2 separate regions of the Gossypium hirsutum genome follow, and region 2 is linked to region 1. A link is a contact called in public Hi-C data. All regions are on one chromosome and are shown on one strand. The core of a region is the stretch at or near the end of the contact, and the rest is flanking DNA. Distances in the headings are between cores, read along the strand shown. Region 1 holds the start of LOC107888744 (tubulin beta-8 chain). Region 2 holds the start of LOC107901807 (60S ribosomal protein L36-3).

Region 1 (4,487 bases), core at 1,029-3,528:
TGATATTTCTATTATACAAAATTATTTTTTACACCTTTTTAAAACTTGGTTGCTAATTCTAATATTAATTGGATTTTTAAATAAATTTTATTTTAATTATTTTTTAATTTTAATGTTAATCTTAACTGTTATAATAATTTTAAAATAAATTATGTTATTTTTAATTTAAAAGAGTTTTAATGTTCAAACTATATTTTAATATCACCTTTTAATTTATTAAATTGTTATTCAACTTATGCTTTTTTCTATTTTTAGTTAAAAAAAGATTTTTTTAAAAAATAATTGTATAATTTCAAAAAATATTTTAAATTATGGAGCTTACATTCGTTTAATGTATAAAATGTTAATCTGTCAACTAAAGACATTATTCACTAGGGGAAGCAAAATATTTTTTTAAGGGGTGAAATTAAATTATATATTTTTATAATAGTAAAAATATAATTTCATTATTTTAATAGCCTATATATTTATAATTTTTTAAAAAATAAATTAAAATTTTATCATTTTTAGGTGTTTAAATTGCAATTTTATCATTAGTAATTTAAAATTTTATAAATTATAAAGAAGCCTAAATAAAAAAAATCTATTTTAGAGGAGCCTAACCCCCTGCCAGCCCCCCTGGCTCTTCCCCTTCTATCTTTAAATATGCCACCTATGATTATTTTCTAAAAGCCTTATAATATGTATATATATATAATTTCTTGACGAAGTTGATATTATGAGTCAATTTATACTAATTTAATTAGGCAATAATTTAAAAGATTATTTTTTATAAATTATATTATATTAATATGAGAATATTTTTATCTTTTAATTTAAAAATGATAAAGAATGAGATTTATACTTAAAACATTGTAATTTGAAAGCATTTTAGAGTTGGTGTCATTAGTCAATCGAGGACTAACTCGGTTAGAGAAATTGTAAAAATGTCCTTCCATAATCGAAATAATTTATATTACTCGTATGTATTTTATTATTTTCATTTCAACAAAAACTAATAAAAATATGCATATGGTAAGATTTGAAGCTACCCCAATTAGATTAATAAAAGCTTAAATTTACTACTCAACTAAAACTTCATTTTTGATATATTGTATACATATTTATTTTAATATGCACAATTTATTACTTTCATAATTTGTATATCTTCACTTACTATTAATAAAATCCTTGAGTATGTTAATGTCATAAATCAAACGGATACTAATCCTATTAGAGAAATTACAAAAATGACCTTCTATATTAAAATAAATTATATTATTTGAGGCTAGTTTAATCTTTTTAATTTAAAAATAAAAATAAAACTATGCATGTCGTAGGATTTGAACCCACACCAATTTACTATGTATAATAATTTTCATACATTTTTATTTTAATATGCATAATTTACTACTTCCATCAGTTATATATTTAAATTTCTAAATTTCTTTTTACTCACAATTTAATTTATTTTTTGTCCATTTTACTTATAATTTATTATATGTTATTTTTAAACACATATCTATATTTTAAATATGTGGTTTTCGCATATATATACACACGTGTGTGATAGAATTTCTAGTATTTATAGTGCTATTTATTGAATTGATGTCACAAACTAACTCGAGATTAACTCACAATTGATGACAAAAACTTGATAAATAATTATAGTGCATTTAGTATTATTTATTTGATGTATTTACGTGTCTAAATTTTTTACTTATAATTTAATTTAAATTTTTTATTTTAGTATCATATATATTTTATATGTATTATTTATTTTATATTAATTTTAAATACATATTTATATTTTACATTTGTAATTGTTTTGGTAATAGGTGTGTGATAAAATTTCAAGTATGTTTTTGACAAATATCTTAATAAGAAAGAAAAAAAAAATGGAAAACCCAAACACGCCCTTCGCCTCGACGGTAGCCAAAGTGGCAGTCACATGGATCTCTCCCAAAATCACGTGGTCACACTCTCCACCCTCATGCTCACGCACAATAAAATCATCTGAAGACACACACTCGCATGATGGCATGATGAAAATCGCGCGTCATGTTCAACCCTATCAACTACGCGTAAAGATTTCGTTTTTCATTTAAACCCAGGGGTTATTCCTTTTTCCCGAAATTTTCAAAATTCGAAATATCCCCCTTTATTAAGCTTAATGGCCTCGTCAGCCGTCACGCACCTCCGTCAACCCTAACGGCAAGCACCACCTTCTGTCATCTCCTCCCTATATAATTCTTCTGTTTCCGTCTTTCATTTCAGAAAAAAAAAAAAAACCTCACTGAAAATTCATTTTCTTTGGACTTTCTCTGAAATCCGAGTCCTAGGAAAGATGCGTGAGATTCTTCATATTCAGGCAGGGCAGTGCGGCAACCAGATCGGTGCCAAGTTTTGGGAGGTGGTTTGCGCCGAGCACGGCATAGATTCAACGGGACGCTATCAAGGGGACAATGATTTGCAACTGGAGCGCGTTAACGTTTACTACAATGAAGCGAGTTGCGGGAGGTTCGTTCCACGAGCCGTCCTTATGGACTTGGAGCCTGGCACTATGGATAGTGTTAGATCCGGGCCGTACGGGCAGATTTTCAGGCCTGACAACTTTGTTTTCGGCCAGTCCGGTGCAGGGAATAACTGGGCCAAGGGTCATTACACGGAAGGGGCCGAGTTGATCGACTCAGTGCTAGATGTGGTGAGGAAAGAAGCCGAAAACTGTGACTGCTTGCAAGGTAACGTGTGTTTTAATAATTTTAAGCATGCTTTTTTTTTTTGGTTTGGATTTTTCAAGTTTAGAGTTAGATTAGCCCGTAGAAGAAGGATTTGTTGGCTTTACTTTTTCAAACTGTTGGTTTAACTCGTAAGTGGTTCTTTTATGTTACTTTCAGCATGGATCTGACAATTTAGGAAGGTTTTATGTGCTTGTTTAGTTTGAATTTTCAACTTATTAGCAAATTTCAAGTTTCGGAAGGAAGGTTCTCTATTTGGTTGCTCAAATAAATCTATATCATTCTCAATTCGAATATTATGCTTTTTAGGTGTGATTTAAAAATTTTGCGGAATCTATGATCTAGCTTTAGATTGGAATTTGCTTTCTTCTATTTCCTGACATCTAATGATTTGACAATCATTTTCTAATATTTCAGGATTTCAAGTATGCCATTCATTGGGAGGAGGAACTGGATCGGGCATGGGAACACTTTTGATTTCCAAGATCCGAGAAGAATACCCAGACCGAATGATGCTCACTTTCTCTGTGTTCCCTTCCCCTAAGGTGTCTGACACTGTTGTCGAACCTTACAATGCTACTCTCTCTGTTCACCAGCTTGTTGAGAATGCTGATGAATGTATGGTTTTGGACAATGAAGCTTTATATGATATTTGCTTCCGTACTCTGAAGCTCACTACTCCAAGCTGTACGTCAATCTTTTTCACGTTGCTGTTATTTCATATTTCAACTGTAAAAGGTCTGTTGATTTCATTTGTTCATCCTGATTGAATGCAGTTGGAGACTTGAACCACTTGATTTCTGCCACCATGAGTGGTGTGACATGCTGCCTTCGTTTCCCTGGTCAATTAAACTCAGATCTACGCAAGCTTGCCGTCAATCTCATTCCATTCCCTCGCCTGCATTTCTTTATGGTTGGCTTTGCTCCACTTACTTCTCGAGGGTCACAGCAATACAGGGCTCTTACTGTTCCCGAGCTCACTCAACAAATGTGGGATGCCAAAAACATGATGTGTGCTGCTGATCCTCGCCATGGGCGATACTTGACTGCTTCAGCCATGTTCCGTGGCAAGATGAGCACCAAGGAAGTCGATGAACAAATGATTAATGTGCAGAATAAGAACTCATCATACTTTGTGGAGTGGATCCCCAATAATGTGAAGTCTACTGTTTGTGATATTCCTCCAATTGGCTTGAAGATGGCCTCAACGTTCATTGGAAACTCGACATCTATTCAGGAAATGTTCCGCAGAGTAAGTGAGCAGTTCACTGCCATGTTTCGCAGGAAGGCTTTCTTGCACTGGTATACTGGGGAGGGAATGGATGAGATGGAGTTTACGGAGGCTGAGAGCAACATGAACGATCTGGTTTCAGAGTACCAACAATATCAAGATGCAACAGCTGATGAGGAGTATGATTATGAGGAGGAGGAGGATGAGGAGGAGGAACTCCAGGAATAGTAGTAGTGTGTGTTTCTTACTGTTTGCTTTCTTAACGTTTTGGAAAATGTTTCTGTTCTTTCAACCTGAATACCTTGTTTGGGTGTTAGAAATGTTGTTTCCTGGCTTATGTATTTTTGTTTACGAACATCTTTACATCAGTAGATACTAGACTCGTACGGATGCATATGGTTTTATATGGGATGTTGCTTTTTGGTAACTATGGAATTTGGTACTATAAATATATTAGAAATCACTCTTATGTTATGGTAATGTAGAGAGAGAGAGTGAAGTCACCCATCCCATCTCATTTTTGTGTGATCTTCTGTAAC
Region 2 (4,487 bases), core at 1,178-3,677, 240 kb after region 1:
CGAATCAATTGAGTTGTGACAGATACAGTTTGATTTTAAATCCATGGCCCCAGCCATATTCTGCATTTCACTGAATTTTTACGAGTGCATAATAAACACATTTTAAATTTAAAAAAAAAAAAACTTGCAGTAATTCATGTAAAGCAGCAAATTTGAGTGCATGATTTTCAGTCTCAAACAAAGTGCTAAACAAAATCTCTAACAGCTACTAAATCAAACCTTCAAGCTTGTCCATAAATCAACAAAAATAAAAGCTTCACTTCTTCTTGTCTCCACCTCCAGGATGATGAGCCCTGCATGCAAATCATCAACATATTCGTAAGACAAAGATATAATTCAATGTCCTCTGATATAATAACATATATATATGTTACCTCATCTTGCGGAGAACACTCGACATCTCTTCACGCTTCTTCTTGGCTCTCTTGTGAGTTCCCAATTTTCTTTTAGCTACCTTGAGAGCTCGCTTGTCCTTACCAACCTTCAAAAGCTCCGTAATCCTCTTCTCATACGGTGCAAAACCAGCAACTTCCCTTATCAAGTTCCTCACAAAATGGACTCTTTTGCTAGTTTTCTGGGAGAAGAAATAAGATAAATCATGATTTCAACTTCCACTCTAAGATCCAATCCCTTCCAAAAGATTAAATACAAAGAATAACAAAAGACCCAATATGGCTATTCAAAGGTAGTGCTGCCCTTTTTCCATACATTTCCCCCCTTCCCTCTTTTGGTAAAAGTATCATGAAAGCTCTTATACTAGGACTCAGATTGCATTTTGCTCTCTCTACTCAAAAACACTCAGATTGCATTTTGCTCTCTCTACTCAAAAACTAGTCAAATTAGTTCATATACATTAGATCAAGGAGCAAACACAAGTCTTTTGTTAAAAATTCATTCATTTCTACTATTAAAAAATAGTTCCTATACATCAAAATGAGGTACACATGAATCAATTTGCTCTTTGATCTAAGATATAAAAACTAATTTGCTCATTTCATTTTTTGAATAAAGGGAGTAAAATGAAATCCAACTCCTAGTATAGGGACCTTCGTGGTATTTTTACCTTTGGGCAAAGGACTAATACATATAATCGTTTACTATTATTCTACAAAAAAAGAACATAATTAGGCATAGGATGCACTTACTCCTTTTCTGTTAGATGGACGTGGAGCCAATTCCTTCTTGGTTACAACATGGCCCTTGTTTAGTCCTACAAAAAGGCCTGTATTTGGCTGCTTGGTGGCCATGCCTGCTTAAGTAAACAAAAAAATCATGAAAAATAGAATGAAAAGCACAATATTCGAGGGGCATTTCAATAAGCTATCAAATCTAGATTACCGTCCATTTAGATTTCAACTCATGCTTCAAACATTAGCAGATATATATATGATTTTTTAACTTAGGACTCAAAAACCTCTCAAATTTCACATAATTTATTAGCATGATTCAGCAGTAAAATATATATAACACTGATTCATGATAATCCCGAATATCTCAAGACCAAGGCTTACTGCAAATGAAATTAAAAAAGGGTTTAAAAAACTAAAATTAATGAAGTTAGAAAAATTGAAATTAAAACGAAAACAATGTACATAGATATCAAAACCATTACGAAACCAAAGCTTGCGATACATATAAAATGGAAAAGCCAATATGATATAATCTTTAAAAGAAAACCCACGAATGAAAGAAAGGCAGTTAATAAACACAGTTTGAATTCATTGCAATAGCCGAAAGCAGCTAAAGCTGCTTAAATGTTTGAGCACAGTATTTCATTTCCCAAGCAATCAAAGAAGGAAAAGTATTCAGAAGAAGAAAGAAGCAGAGAAGGAGGGTTTAGAGATAGCGCGATTTACCTCTCGAGACGGCGATCTATGGCGGACTAAAGGAGTGTTAGGGTTTTGAGTACGTTGTTCTTAAAGAGTATATATATAAGGGCGAATTGGCAAGTGACTTCCCTCCTAGGGTTGGATTGAAGGCATGATCCAACCCAAAATCACCATTTGCGGCCCAATTGAATGTCTATTTCAACCTAAACAAAATTTAAAAATTGACTTTTACTCGCAACGAAATGGTTGATGTGTCGTGCCACGTGTCTTTCTTTTATAAAATTATATAAAAACAGAACAAGGCAAAGAGAAACAATGGGTTTAGAAGAGGAAAAATAAATTCATCCAACCCAGCTAATAGAAGAAGCCTTCACAAAAATCACATCTCCACAGCTCCTAGATAACCAAACGACCACATGAAGCGTATTTTACCAAAAATCAAAAACTTTTCAGTTTCTACTTTCTTCCAGTGTTATGTGATTTTAAGTAGAGGAGAGAAAAGGTAAGAGTTTGGTGGTGCAGTGCGGCACCTTGACTTGCTTGCTCAGTTATTGTTGGGAAGGAGGGGAAGGGGGAGAAAGTGAGGAGAGAAAAGGTAAGAGTCATTTTTTTTTTTTTGCATTTAATGAAAAGTAAAATATTTAAACTTTTCTCTCTTTTTTAATAAAATCTTTTCAATTTTTTTCATAATTTGCACCGTAAAACAAAAGAGCCATATGGCATTGCGTGATTGATCCATTTTTTTTTTAACATTAGTTCATAATTGGGCTAAAGATTATAACCTTTGAATACTTTAGATATTTAATTGGAATAAAAAAATTTTAAATATCAAAATAAAAATATATATTATACTTTAAAAAACAAATAGTGAATTAAACCTTTCAAATAAAGAAATAAATATGAAATATTATATAATATAAAGAATTAAATATATTAAATTTTGTATAAATGAATAATTAACATATAAAAAATTATGAATAAAAAGTACATGTAGAGAAATTATATATATTTAAAGTAAACTATATCATTAGTCATTAAACATAAACTATATCATTAGTTATTAAATTATGAGTAAATTTTTGTTTTGATTTATTAACTAAAAGAGTTGAAATTTAGTCGTTGAATTATTCAAAAAATTTCATTTAAGTTGCTGAATTATTGAAAAGTTTTTATGTAAGTTACTGTGTTGTTAATGTTTTCTTTTAAGTTTTCTTAGCATGTTCCAAGCAATGATTCGACGATTGATATGGTGGATCAATACTCATCGGTGAGTAGAAGAATGTACCTTAGATCCAAGTCGATTTGACGGTCCATATAATAGATTGAAGAAAAAAATTGATTAAATTTTAGTAAGCAAATTTGTGACGTTCAAAATTGTTTCATAAAAAAAATTTTAAAAGAGAAGGGGAAATAAAGTTGTTTAATTGGTGCAACCAGTGCAAATAGAGAAAATCATATAGCATCAATTTTAATAGCTCAAAGACTTAAATGAAAACTTTTGAATAATTCAGTGATCAAATTGTAACTTTTTTCTAGTTAAGTGACCAAAACGAAAACTTATCCATACATTTATCATACATTGAACAAAAAAAAACATTAATACGTACGAATATGTCATAACCTACTTTTTTTTTAAATACAATTTATGCAAAAATATGTTACTATAATTCTTTTCTTTAAATTGAATCATAATAACAATTATAGAAAATGTTAACAGAGTTGTTAGTGCTAGTTACACATCCATAATCACTACTAAAAAATAGTTGTGAAAACAAAGCGTCGTAAAAAACACAAGTAAAATAAGTGTAGAAAACTTTAGAGGCATTTTTGCTTTAGGATGGCAAAAAAGAACTGGACATATATAGGCAGTATTCATACAAATGCCGCAAAAAAAATGGATATATAACGACGCATTTCATGCAAACGTCGTGATATCATTTAGAATTCAACGACGCTTATTCATATAAATGTCGCTATTTTATTTATTTTTTTGGTGTATTTGGAACAACATTACTTTGAGTTTCTACAAGTTGTTCTGATGTATTTTGAATATTTGAAGATCCAACAACAATATGTTGCTCATTAATTGTTTCCTTCGCTTGTAATGGAACTCGAAGAATATTTAAATCCATCAATCTCCTCATCGGCATGTTACATGCAAAAAATATATAACATTTGAAATTTTAGTAACTAATTACAACAATACTAGTAATAGATATATTCAACCATATAATCTTTTAAGTTATAATATTATTAATAAATCAATTAAAATATAAAATCTTACTACATTTTTATGTCACATCATGATTCATAAATATTTTCATCCACATATTCATAAACCCATTAAAATATACTAGTCTAGGGGTAGTTTCGTCTAAGTTTTGTTCTATAAAAGCAAATGTTTTCGATCTTGATTCAATGTCATTTCTACTTTCATCACCCATGTCAAACAAGTTTCTAAGGGTGTTACGGTGTACAACATACCAACCCTCATCAATGGGATCTTTCGAGTAAAAAACTTGTTTCACTTGAGAAGAAAATATATATGACTTGTTTATCATTTTTTGTCTAATGTGAATTAATCAAGAGAAATTCACCACCCTAAAACCAAATTGATCTTTTTTAATCCCTCGAGCAGTATTAACATCAACCCAATCA

Evidence for each region. Hi-C and Micro-C count contacts between places; a contact is called where the count stands out from the background.
Region 2: a contact with region 1 is called in a Hi-C map of leaf, with 1.5 times the contacts expected there. The contact joins the promoter of LOC107901807 here to the promoter of LOC107888744 in region 1. A contact is called at or near these places in 4 of 34 Hi-C or Micro-C datasets (leaf and seedling).

Annotation. Positions count from the first base shown.
Region 1 is chrA09:23,456,235-23,460,721 of Gossypium_hirsutum_v2.1, forward strand. LOC107888744 (tubulin beta-8 chain) reads left to right here and starts at 2,279. Exons shown (of 3, transcript NM_001326752.1): 1 at 2,279-2,720; 2 at 3,135-3,404; 3 at 3,494-4,352. The coding sequence starts at 2,327. The coding sequence ends at 4,176.
Region 2 is chrA09:23,699,590-23,704,076 of Gossypium_hirsutum_v2.1, forward strand. It overlaps LOC107901807 (60S ribosomal protein L36-3), which reads right to left and starts at 2,428. Exons shown (of 5, transcript XM_041077684.1): 1 at 2,180-2,428; 2 at 1,857-2,032; 3 at 1,146-1,249; 4 at 375-574; 5 at 29-293. The coding sequence starts at 1,247. The coding sequence ends at 257.